2 separate regions of the Rattus norvegicus genome follow, and region 1 is linked to region 2. Evidence: chromatin contacts called from public Hi-C data. All regions are on one chromosome and are shown on one strand. The core of a region is the stretch at or near the end of the contact, and the rest is flanking DNA. Distances in the headings are between cores, read along the strand shown.

The links. Hi-C and Micro-C count contacts between places; a contact is called where the count stands out from the background.
Region 1: a Hi-C map of Schwann cells shows a contact between it and region 2, with 6 times the contacts expected there. The contact joins the enhancer-like site here to the promoter of Cotl1 in region 2. A contact is called at or near these places in 2 of 12 Hi-C or Micro-C datasets (Schwann cells and kidney).

The regions. Positions count from the first base shown.
Region 1 is chr19:64,891,608-64,897,550 of GRCr8, forward strand. All of the region lies in intron 1 of Usp10 (ubiquitin specific peptidase 10), which reads left to right. Among named protein-coding and RNA genes, the nearest start is that of Usp10, 13 kb to the left of the region's middle. Within about 2 kb of position 2,389, at least 11 of the 93 cell types and tissues checked have an H3K27ac peak or open chromatin away from gene starts, as enhancers often do. A contact at or near this core is called in Schwann cells, where this site is marked.
Region 2 is chr19:64,812,487-64,818,217 of GRCr8, forward strand. Cotl1 (coactosin-like F-actin binding protein 1) reads right to left here and starts at 2,143. Exons shown (of 4, transcript NM_001108452.1): 1 at 1,902-2,143; 2 at 1,720-1,802. The coding sequence starts at 1,978. LOC120098610 (a long non-coding RNA gene) reads left to right here and starts at 2,222. Exons shown (of 3, transcript XR_005496989.2): 1 at 2,222-2,817; 2 at 2,910-3,028; 3 at 3,818-5,162.

The DNA of each region.
Region 1 (5,943 bases), core at 1,139-3,638, 79 kb after region 2:
GGAGACCTGGCCTTCCCAGGGGATGGTGTGTGCGAGTGAAGGGAGCATGGTAGGTGAGTGGGCTGGTTCTTGCCTTGATGGGCTGATGAGCCTCTGTTTTGAAGGCTTCCTTTTAGATGTGTGGATGTTTTGCCCACATGTGTGCATGAGCCCCACTCCCACGGAGGGCTTCAGATTCCCTGGAACTGGAATTATGAAAAGTTATGAGCCACCATGTGAGTGGTGGAAATTGAACCCAGGTCCTGTGCAAAAGCAGCAAGTGCTATCTTAGAACAGCCATCTCTCCCAGGTTTGTTTTTAAAGATTTATCCATACACATGAATGCTATTTGCCTGTATGCCTGCATGACAGAAGAGTGCATCAGATCCTATTACAGATGGTTGTGAGCCACCATGTGGTTGCTGGGAATTGAACTCAGGACCTCTGGAAGAGCAAAGTTCTCTTAACTGCCGAGCCATCTCTCCAGCCCCCCAGGTTTGGTCTTTAAATCATGTTTTGTCGTCATTCTGAGGCTGCTTTATATGATCTCCAGCAGAGTCGTCTGTCTGCAAATGACAGCTTTGTTCTCCTGGTGGCTGAAGGATGGCCATTGTGTGTACACGTCTTTACTGTCCTTGTCTCTGTTCCAGATTGTGTGGTGTTGTTTGAGGTAGGGACTCTTGTAGCCCAGGTGGCTCAGAGCTGTACCTGAGAGTGAGTGACTGAGCTTTTGATTTTCCTCCACTTCTGTAGTGCTGGGATTCAGGTTGTGTAGGCAGTGCTGCCCTGCTCTGTGGTGCTAAGGATGGAACCCAGGACTTCCTGCATGCTATGCAAGCACTCTACTGTGCTGTGTCCTCAGCACCAGCCTTCTGTCTCCTTAGCTCGTCCTTTTCTCCTACCTTTGCTAATGGTCAAGAGGGCTCAAGACTCTGTCGTCCAACCATCCATTGAATAAGTGGGCCAGATAACTCCACAGAGAAGTAGTTCTTACCTCTGTTTCCCTTTAGTCTTCCCCACTCTTCTCAGTCTGGGCTGACAGTAGTATAGGTTCCACTCAGGCCCTGGGATTACCCCCATTGAGAGATTCTGAACCCAAGTAAGTTAGAACCAATCAATCAGCTCAGTGTGTCTAAAAGCTGGAATGAGGGCTGGACTCCATTCACTCCAGGCACTGATGGAGTTGATACAGACCTGGCCTGTGTGCTCCAAGTCTAAGGGGCCGGTTTCCTGCCTCTCTGTGCAGGAGACAGCACTGAGGGCCATTGGATTTGTTTTAGCTTCATGGATCCTCACCTCATGTACTCCCTCCAGAGACTTCCTGAGGCTTCAGGTTACATTTTCTACAGAAACAAAACAAATAAGAAACTTATGTGTGCTTTGTACTCTCTGAGGTCAGAAGAGGGCAATCCAGTTCCCTGGAATGGAGTTACAGGTGGTTGTCTTGGGAGACACATGTGGGTGGTAGGAATTGAACCTGGGTTTTTGGAGGAAGAATAGCCAGTGATCTTAACTACTTAGCCATTTCTGAAGCTCCTAGAAACTTCATTTTTGTTTTTGAGACAGGGTTTCTTTCTGTATAGTGTAAAATTTTTTCTTTCTCTCTCTTTTTTAAACAGTTACTTATTTTGTAGCAGGGTGGTCAAAGGACAACGTTGAGAGCCGGCTCTTTCCCTCATTAGAAAGTTAAGATTGAACTCAGGTTGTCTGGCTTGGCAGTAAGCACCTTACCTGCTGAAGCCTTTGCCAGCCCTACCTACTGGGGAGATTCTATACTGGCCTTCTTAAGGTGGGAAGATGTGTGTGCTTCTTAATCAGCTGTTCTAGATTCTTGGGAGTGTTTAAACCAACCTTTGGGGAAGCCAGTGGCCTGCAGGTTTATTGATGGGACGTCCTTCCTGGCTGTTGACCTTCAACTGTTGAGGCTTTGTTGGTTTGGTTCTAGCAGTTCCATCAATGGGGATTCCTGTAGGCCACCTGCAAGCTTCTGCTTGTGCAGAATTAAAACAGTAGTTAGTTGGTGAGGTCTTGGCCTAGGGCTGTAGGGATTTCAAGGAGAGCAGGCCGTTACAGTGAAGTGGCAGACAGCCCTGTGTGAGCTATAGTCCTGTATCGTACATGTGCCCGTAACTCTCAAGAGTTAGAGAATACTTTCTGTCCCAGAGCTCCCACTGTCCGAGGCAAGTAGCATCTGCTGGTGAGTGCGCAGCTTCAGCCCTGTCCTGGGACTGCACCTGCTGTCCTTTTATACATGTGTCTCATTCCCCCTTTCTCTAAAGACTGGCCTAAGGTGTCTTTGGCAATAGGAAAGTAGGTGGGACTTGCTTCCTGCTCTGTCCAGTTGCGTTTGTTAGCAGTTCTAGGCTGATGAGTGTACTTTATGAGCGAGCATCCATTGCTGTGCCGCAGACAGGACTGCTAACAGTGAGCTTTTGTTAAATGAATCATGGCTTCTAATTCTGAGATTGCATCTGTAGCAACAACTTAGCTCAAATTTTCAATGAAAGTAGCCAGCCTGCTGAAAGCCTGACAAGACTTTAGTAGGAATAAAATATGCAGACAAAGTAAAGTAGACAACGAACTGAAACACCACTTTCCGAGAGGCTCTGTAATGCTAATGGCTTTGTTCTCTGGTGCCCTGAGCTCTTCCCAGGGAAGCAAAGCAGGATTACTGCAGCTCAGTCAGGGAAATGACATTGCACAGCCATTGAGGGTTGTGATGTCCTGAGTCTTCAGTATCAAGTATCCTCAGTCTCACACAGTTCATCATGAGGAGCTGTATGATATAACGGTGTGAATACTGTGATATCAGTGAGACTCCTGGTTTGCATGGCCTGAGTAGTGTCACCTTCAGGTATCCCCAAGCCATCACACCACTCTGCAGAGTGTGGTTTGTGTAGTGTGACTGTTATTGAAGTCAGTTAGCATCGACCTTGAACTGTAGCAACCAATGCTTTACACCTCAGTCTGGGGCTCATTACCACAGCACTGTGTGGGACAGTGGTATGACACTCTTCCTAAGGAATACATACAGCCACCACCATGCTCAATTCTGAACAGTCCGCTGTCCCCTAGAAGCCTACAGTTTTCTCTGTGCTACTCCCTTCCTTCCCCGGAGAAGCCTGCCTGCCTATTCCCACACGCCATGAGAGTGGAGCTTCAGGCAGTAGCCTTACTTACTGTCTGACTTCTTCAGGTTTAGTTTTTATTTTTCTCATACAGTCTATTTTGATGTTTTTCTCCTCCCAGAATCTCCCCAATCCTCTACCTACCCTACATCATGTTCTCTCCTTTTCTCCCACCCCCAAACAAAAAGCTAGTAAGACAAAAACACAATCAACCAAACAGTCAGAGCTTGTTCTATGGTGGCCAAGTCTGCCTGGGCACAGGCCTGAAGATGGACTGTAGTTGACAGACACAATGACACTCCATGGAGAAAGTGACTTCCCCTTCCCCAGTGGGTATCTGTTGGCAAATGGCTGCTTGGTTAGGGTGGGGCTTAGCATCTTCTTCCTCTTCTCTAAGAGGCTTTTTCCTGTCTAGCCCTGGTTTGTCCTGGAGTTTCCTCTGTAAACCAGACTGGCCTCAAACTCAGATCCACCTTCTGCCTCCTGAGTGTGAGCCACTCTGTTGTCCAGCTGACTTTTTTTTTTTTTTTTTTTTTTAAAGATCTATCCATTATGTATACAGTATTCTGCCTGCATATGTGGCTGTGTGCCAGAAGAGGGCACCAGATCCCACCACAGGTGGTTGTGAGCCACCACGTGGCTGCTGGGACCCGAACTCAGGACCCCCGGAAGAGCAGCCAGCGCCCCCAACCGCCGAGCCATCTCCCCAGCCCCCAGCTGACTTTTTTAATATAACTTTTATAATTTTTATTATGTTCATTGGTTTTCGTCTGCATGTATATCTGTGTGAGGGTGTCAGAAGCCCTGGAACTGGAGTTACTATAGACACGTGTGAGCTGCCATGTGGATGCTGGGAATTGAACCTGGGTCCTTTGGAAGAATCAATGCTTTTAACAGTTGAATCATCTCTCCAACCTCCCTCATTTATCTGTTTGTTTTGAGACAAGGTTTCTCTTTGTACACCAGGCAGGCATCTCAGACCTGTCTACCTCTGTCTCCCAGTGCTGGGTGTGTCTCTGTGCCCGGTTTACTTCCCCTTTTCAATGCTGGCTTCTCTTACACTTTAGTGTTGAGCAGCTAGGTATTGGTGTGATGCGTCCAGGTCCATGCTTCCCTCCTTTCTTGGTTTTGCTTGTGTTGTTTTGTGTTTGCCATGCTTGGCACAGGATAGAGTCTCACAAATGCCAGGCAAACCACCCCAGTCCCACCTAGTCAGACCCAGGAGCTCTTGTGGTTGCTGAGGAGTCTGGAGCTTTGTGAGTGAGCTCATCCTCTGCAGAGAGAAGGAAGGTTTTGCTCCCTCATAGCATCTGTTGCTTCAAAGGATGGCCCAGACCTCCTAGGTAGAAAGGCTGGTGGCATTTGTCTCCTGTGTTGGCTGTGACAAGGTCCTTCAGCCTGCTCCCATAGATGTGCACTGCAGTGGGAGACTAAGTGCTTACCTATCTCCCTTGAAATGAGAATTACTGAACAGAGCAAAGCATTAGCTGACTACTTATTTCAGAGCCGCTTCTCATATCACCAGGAGCCTTTTCAAAAGGTAAGGAGCATTCATTTAGGGTAGCAGACATATTCAGTTGGATTTCTAGAGATGAAATCTTTGGAAGCTTAGGGTCTGAGAATGCTGTGCTCCAGCGCCCCCTAGTGTCACGCAGCAGTGGCAGTCCTCAGTCCTGCAATACTGGTCTGCACTCCTGCAGGTGAGCCTAGGCCATTTTCCCACCTTCCATGGGAAGAGACCGCTTTTGAGCAGGATGCCTTGTCTTTGTCTTTCTTCCCGTTCTTTTCTTTTCTTTCTTTTCTTTTCTTTCTTTTCTTTTTTTTTTTTTTTTGGTTCTTTTTTTCGGAGCTGGGGACCGAACCCAGGGCCTTGCGCTTCCTAGGTAAGCGCTCTACCACTGAGCTAAATCCCCAGCCCTTTTTTTTTTTTTAAAGATTTATTTATTATGTATATAGCATATATGCCTGCAGGCCAGAAGAGGGCATCGGATCCCACTACAGATGGTTGTGAGCGGCCATGTGGTTGCTGGGATTTGAACTCAGGACCTCTGGAAGAGCAGTCAGTGCTCTTCACCACTGAGCCATCTCTCCAGCCTGAAATCTGTTCTTTTTTTTTTTTTTTTTTTTTTTTTTTTGTTCTTTTTTTCGGAGCTGGGGACCGAACCCAGGGCCTTGTGCTTCCTAGGTAAGCGCTCTACCACTGAGCTAAATCCCCAGCCCCCTGAAATCTGTTCTTTATACCATATTTTTTTTTCTTTGTATTTTGATTTTTGAGATGTGGTCTCCACACATCCTTGGCTGTACTAGAAGTCACTCTGTAGTGACTGTAGGCTGACCTCAAACTCCTAGAGATCCACCTGCCTCTGCTTCTCAGCCCTATACTGACATCTTATAATTAGTTTCTATTTTGCCTGCATGTATGTCTGTGCATGCCTGGTGCCCATGGAGGCCAGAAGAATGTAATGAAACTGGAGACAGACAGTCGTGGGACATCATGCAGACATTGGGAATTGAACCTAGGTTCTCTTCAGGAGTAGCCGGTCTTAGCCGCGGAACCATCTCTCCAGCTCCTAGTCAGTTTGTTGAATAGAACATGATTTAAAATAATACACCCTGATAACACTCCCCTCCAGCTGTCCCCCTCTATAGATCTCGGTCAGACCTGGATAAGTTATGGGTCCAGAGTTTCTAAACTCTGTGTGCATTTTTATTTCTCATCACGTGGGTGTGGGTGTGGGTGGGTGGGGCTTCTTTGTTCAGCTTTACGTGGCTGTCTTCTTGTCTGTCTTTAACAGGCCTGGATTAAAGGCAAATAAATTTGTAAGAAAAACACTCT
Region 2 (5,731 bases), core at 893-3,392:
GAACACTTAACACACGAACACACACTCTCACACCCATCTTAGTACCACACAGCACAAAGTGAAATGCCATTCGAGATGAACTGAATGCTAACCGACGACTCAATTAAGAAAGTTAGGCCGCCGGGCAAGGTAATGCACGCCTATAATCCCAGCATTTTGGAGGCAGAGGCAGGGAGGACCAGGAGTTTCGGGCAGGCTTAGCTACACAGCCAGAAAGCAATTAAAGAGTTGGGTGGCACAAACCAGGAAGCAGAAGCAGGAAGACCTCAAGTTCAAGGACTGCCCGGACTGAGAGTGAACTTATCTCAAAACAAAGTGGTTTAATTTTTTAAGAAATGTACCTCAGTGGTAGAGCATGTGGCCAACATATCCAAGGCCCTATGTTCCATTTCCCATACTTGGGGTGGGGGAAAGAGGAAGAAAGCAGTTGGAAAAGAAGTCACATGATCCTGGATTGATTTTTTTTGGGGGGGGGGGGTCTGTTTGTCACCAATGACTCTGACCAGCACTGTCCTGAACACTTACATACACACTTGGGACCAATCAATCTCACAGCACTACAGGAGATCAGGTGAGGAACTGTGACCCCCACAGGGACCTGGCCCCAACCCACCCAGCTGGAAAGCAGCCCCCGAGGGATTCTAACCCACAGCCAGCCCCGGGAGTCTACACCCTAGCTTCTAGGTGGCCTGCTTTTGTTTGACATTAGTTCCAAAGCTAAAGACAACAGGAGACAGCAGGCCCAGGATCTCCTACTTCAATCTCTTTCAAGGCTTTTTCGGGAAGGCAAGGGGGACGCCCAGCCAGCCCAGCTGGCCTCCAACTCTCCTCCTCCTGCCTCTGTTTCCAGAATATGCTGAGCTGCTGTGAACACCGGCTCCTTTAGGGATCTCATTACCAACTGTGCTGAGCCTGCTGCTACCAGGGGCTGCGGCCATTCAGGCCCTGTGTTCTTTCATGGTCCACACACCCCAGGGGAACTTAGGGTTCTGTGGGATGCTTTTATTAAGTCACACATCTGTATGATTCCTCCACACCAAACCATTGGAGCCCTTCAGCTCCTGAAGCTATCACCCATGCCCCACCCCAGCCAGGGGCCAGTGACTCCGCTGCTGGGACCTCACAAGTCAGCTTCATTTTATCCAGGCCCCATATAAGCAACATCGGGCATTCGCTCTTAGTACGTGCCCCTTTACTCTTCAAATTAAAGGCTTGTACAGAGGCAGATAAGGACAAAGATGGGAGAAAGGAGGGTGGGGCCCTGGGTTCGGCCTTTAGCTTGCAGCCCCCAGGGGCTTCGGCGTTTATTGTTCACTGACCAATCAGAGAGGGTGGAGTTTGAACTGCCAGTTCTGACCTGGAAACCCAGTGAACCACAGGGAGCGGAAGAAGCTGACCCAGCCAGGGGAAGAATCTCCTCGGGTCACTTGATAGTGATGTCCACAGGGGTTGGGGGCAGGGTGGGGGAGGGATACAGTCAAGACTTTAGAAAGCTCAGACCGGAGCTTTGCCTGGTTGTGCACACCCACCATATCTGTACTAGATGGTTGTGGCAGGAGGATGGCCAGTTGGAGGTCACCCCTATCTCCAAAAACACAAAGACAAAAACAAGCAAGCAAACAAACAAAACCCCCAGCCTATATCTGTTGCTGCTTGGATACCCAGCACCTCGCTGCCCTGGGTGGCCACCCTCTCCCAAAAGGTCTCAGGTCGTCCTACCTGTGCACTGCTGGATGAAGTGCTGGTAATCCGCTCCCTGATCGCCGGGGACAATGGTGGCACCGTCGTATTTAAAAGTCACCCTTTGGGTTGGAGGAAGAAAAGAAACATAGGTGAGCAGCGGCGGCGAGCGGCACGAAGCAGGTCGGTACTGGCATCCCCAGCCCCGCGGCGTTGCTCACCAGATGACCGACGAGCCGTCGTCCCGCACTAAGTTGTACGCCGCGCGACACGCCTCCTTGTCGATCTTCGTGGCCATGGCCGCCGCGAGGACACTGCCGGAACCAGTGAATGCGTCCCTGATCCGCTGCGAGGGTCGAGCGGGCTCCGAGAGTGAGCAGGGGGTGGTGGCCGCTCGCAATTGCAAGCTAAGGTCCTCGGAGAGGGGCCCGCGGTTACTGCAGAGCCGGAGCGCGCGCCGGGACTCCACTCCCATGAAGGCCACGCCCCTCTGTTCCCATTGGTCGCGCGGGCGGGGGCGGAGCGTCTTGCACACCCGGTGGCCAATCCCAGTCTATGTGGATTGCGCAACTCGGCGGAGGGCTGGAGGAGGGGCCCTTCCTCTTCATCTTCCCTTCCTCCGTCTTCTTCCCTCCCCACTCCATGGGCCCCCAGCCTCTCTCTTCTTCCACCACCTTCTGTGTTCTTCGATCTCGCTCTCCTTCCTCCTTTCCTCTCTCCTCCATTCCTCTCCTTCCCTTACGCGTTGCAATCCTCTTCTCTCAGCCTCTTCCGTGTTCTCCTTTCTTCTCATCTCTATTTATCCCACCCCAAGCCCCTTCTTCCTCCTCCCTAAGGCCTCCTCCCCTTCTACCCTTCTTCCTCTCCATCTTCTCTCATCTTCCTATTTTCTATTCCTCCCTCGTTCCCTCCACACAGTGAGCTGAGCTGCAGAGCTCTCCACCCCTTCCCCTCCCCTCCAGAAGGATAACTTAAGTCAGCACTCAGATGAGTCAGGCTGGCCAAGGCTGGCCCCCTAACCCAGTGTTTGCTCTTCGGATTTGGAAGGGGAAGAGGTGGAAAGAAGGAAGCATTTCATTTGGAAAGGGGCAGACTGGGAATCACTGTTGACTTTGTAGCCTGGTTATCTGCAGTCAGGTGAGGTGCTGGCCGGGGTGGGGTGGGGAACGGCATCCTTAACTCCCTTATTGGGTCATTCATTCACTACTCTTCCACTATCTACCCTACAGGCCCCGTGAAAGGCTGGCTCTGGAGGCCCAGCTCTAGAATTACACAGAGTGTAATTTTCAGCTCCAAGCCATAGGAAAGCCCTGAAACCTTTGCAAGAGTTCTTAGCTCTCTCCCCATGGTAAGAATAACATGGCCGGCCGGGGTGTCTTCAGCTTTAACTGAAATGATGTATATCAGCCGGGGCCGGCATCAGAAGAGGTCAGTGTTGGTTTGCTATTAACTAAAACGGATCATAGACAGAAACTGAAAAGGGAAGGCTACAAAATACGACTCTGTCTCAGAGGAGGAGAGATGGTTCATCTTCTTCCAGAGGACTTTAGATTCTTTCTCAGTACCCGTGTCTGTAATTACAGCTCCAGGGGAAGCCGATGTCCTCTTCTAACCTCTGTAGGCATCTGCATGCACGCACACTAGAGTAAATAAAAATCGTAGTGGTACACACCTGTTGTTCAATAAAAAGCACCACCTTCCTCAAAATGAAAGATAACAAATCCATGAAAACTGCCACTCTAATCCCAGAGAATGGTCAAGTGTGGGATGGTCTGGCCCAGTGGCTATTTGTGTCTGTGTGTGTGTTTATCTGTGTGTGTTCCTCCCTTATGAGTGTATGATTCAGAGGACTTGTCTTTCCAGTCAGAGTCTCTCACTGGTCTGGAGGTCACCAAGTCTGGCAGGCCATTCAACCCCAGGGGCCCAACCGGGCTCTAACCTCCCCAGCACTGGAAGATATTAGAGCCACTCAGGACTCCATGCTTCTCTGGCAAGCACTTCACTGAATAAATTATTTCCCCTTCGGTTCGTTCATGTGGGGTGTGTGTGTGTGTGTGTGTGTGTGTGTGTGTGTGTGTGTGTTGTCTTTGGTTTTTAATTTTGTTTTGTTTTGTCTTTGTCTTGTTTTGTTTTTCAGATAGGGTCTCATGTAGCCCAAGCTGGCTTCCAATTTACTATGTAGCAGAGGATAGCCCTGAACTCCTGATACTCCACACTCCACCTCCCAAATGCAGGTGTGTGCCACCAGGCCAGGCCTTCAGATGACCCTGAAAGACATGAAAAAATTCCAGAGATTTCGGGCATCACACCCCCTGGAAGGGAAGCGACAAGAGATTGTGAGCTGCCTGACCTGAGTGCTGAGAACTGAACTCGGGTCCTCTTGAAAGCGGCAAGTGCTCTAACCACCGAACCGTCTCTCTCGCCCCTGTTGTTTGACTGATTAGTTGATTAGAGTTGGGCTTTGGGGTTTTTTTGTGTGTATGGTTTTCGGTGTTTTTTGGTTTGTTTTTTTTGTTGTTGTTGTTGTTGTTTTTTCCGAGACAGGGTTTCTCTGTGTAGCTCTGGCTGCCTTAGAACTCACTCTCTAGGCCAGGGTGGCCTCAAACTCAAGAGATCTGCCTGCCTCTGCCTCCCGAGTGCTGGGCTTAGAGACTTGCGCCACCATTGTTGGTATTCTGTCTAAGCTCCACCCCCACAGTTGCTTGGCAACAGCCAGCTGTGCCTGACTATAAAGGGGGCAGCTTACCCCCTCCTCTCCCTCTTACTCCTCTCTTGCTTTCTCTTGCTCTTCCTCTTCCCGTGCCCTCTTCCCTGTCACTTCTCTCCCCATCCCCGCTTCCCTCCGCGTGCACATGGCCGGCCTCCTTTCCTCTCTTCTACTCTTCTTCTCTCTATTAAGCCTCTCCACGAGGAACCATGTTGGCTTGCCGTGCTTCGTCCAGGCGCGGGCTGAGATTTAAACCCCAACATTGATCCTAACATTGGTGAGCTGTACGGGGATCGAACCGTGTGAATATATCGTTTATTCATATGAAATTACTACCCAAGACCCAAGCATGGTGGTGCATGGTCTCTAATCCCAAAACAGAGAAGGCAGACTGATGTCCGAGTTGTAGCTCAGTCAACACTACACAGTGAGTTCCAGGCTAGTCAGACCTACATAGCAAATCCTGCCTGCCTCAAAAACAAAGGAAAGGAAGAAAAAGGAGGAAGGAAGGAAGATATCAATTACTACCAATAAAGCGAAGTCAACCTTACACCTTCTCGATCTGCATTCCCGGCACCATGGTGTCAATCACCTAAGACGGTAACCGGAAGTAACTCCCCAGGACCCGCAACTCTTCTTTCTGCTCCTTGCTGAGGGCGCCCTCTACTGGCATGAACATGTAAAAAGGTTTGTTGGTCAGGGAACCTTGATTCTGAGTACAAATCCTGTCTGCCTACTCAGCTAAGAAAACACCAGTAAACAACTACATATCCGATGTGCTGTGTTGTAATCCTTGCCCTCAGTTGGAATCCACGGAATATCACAACACAGAGAGTGGTCTGGCTGGGCGTGGGGGCCCGCACCTGCACCACAGGACCCCTGAAAAAGAGGCAGAAAAATCGACAGATATTTCAGGTCAGCTGAATCTACAGAGTAAGTTCTGGGGCAGCCAGGGCTACAGAGTAAAGATCTTCTGACAAAAATCAAATAATGGCCCATTGATATATATGGCTTGGTGCGTAAAGTTACTTAGTACTACATCCCACTACCTGAGTTCAAATCTGGGATCCACATAGAGGAGAAAATAGACTCCTGCAAGTCGTCCTATGACCTCGACGGCAAAATGCAACACATGCACGCGCACACACACACACACACACACACACACACACACACTTCTGCATAGCACATATGAGCCCTAAGTCAGCACAGCTGATTCTCACCAGGACGTCAAACGTTCCCCCTCCTCCTGGCTTTCACCAGCAGCCCTGTGTTACCAAGGCACTTCTGAAACTCTCCATCTACCGCCTATTCCACCACCTTCTGTTTCATAGCCTCCACTGG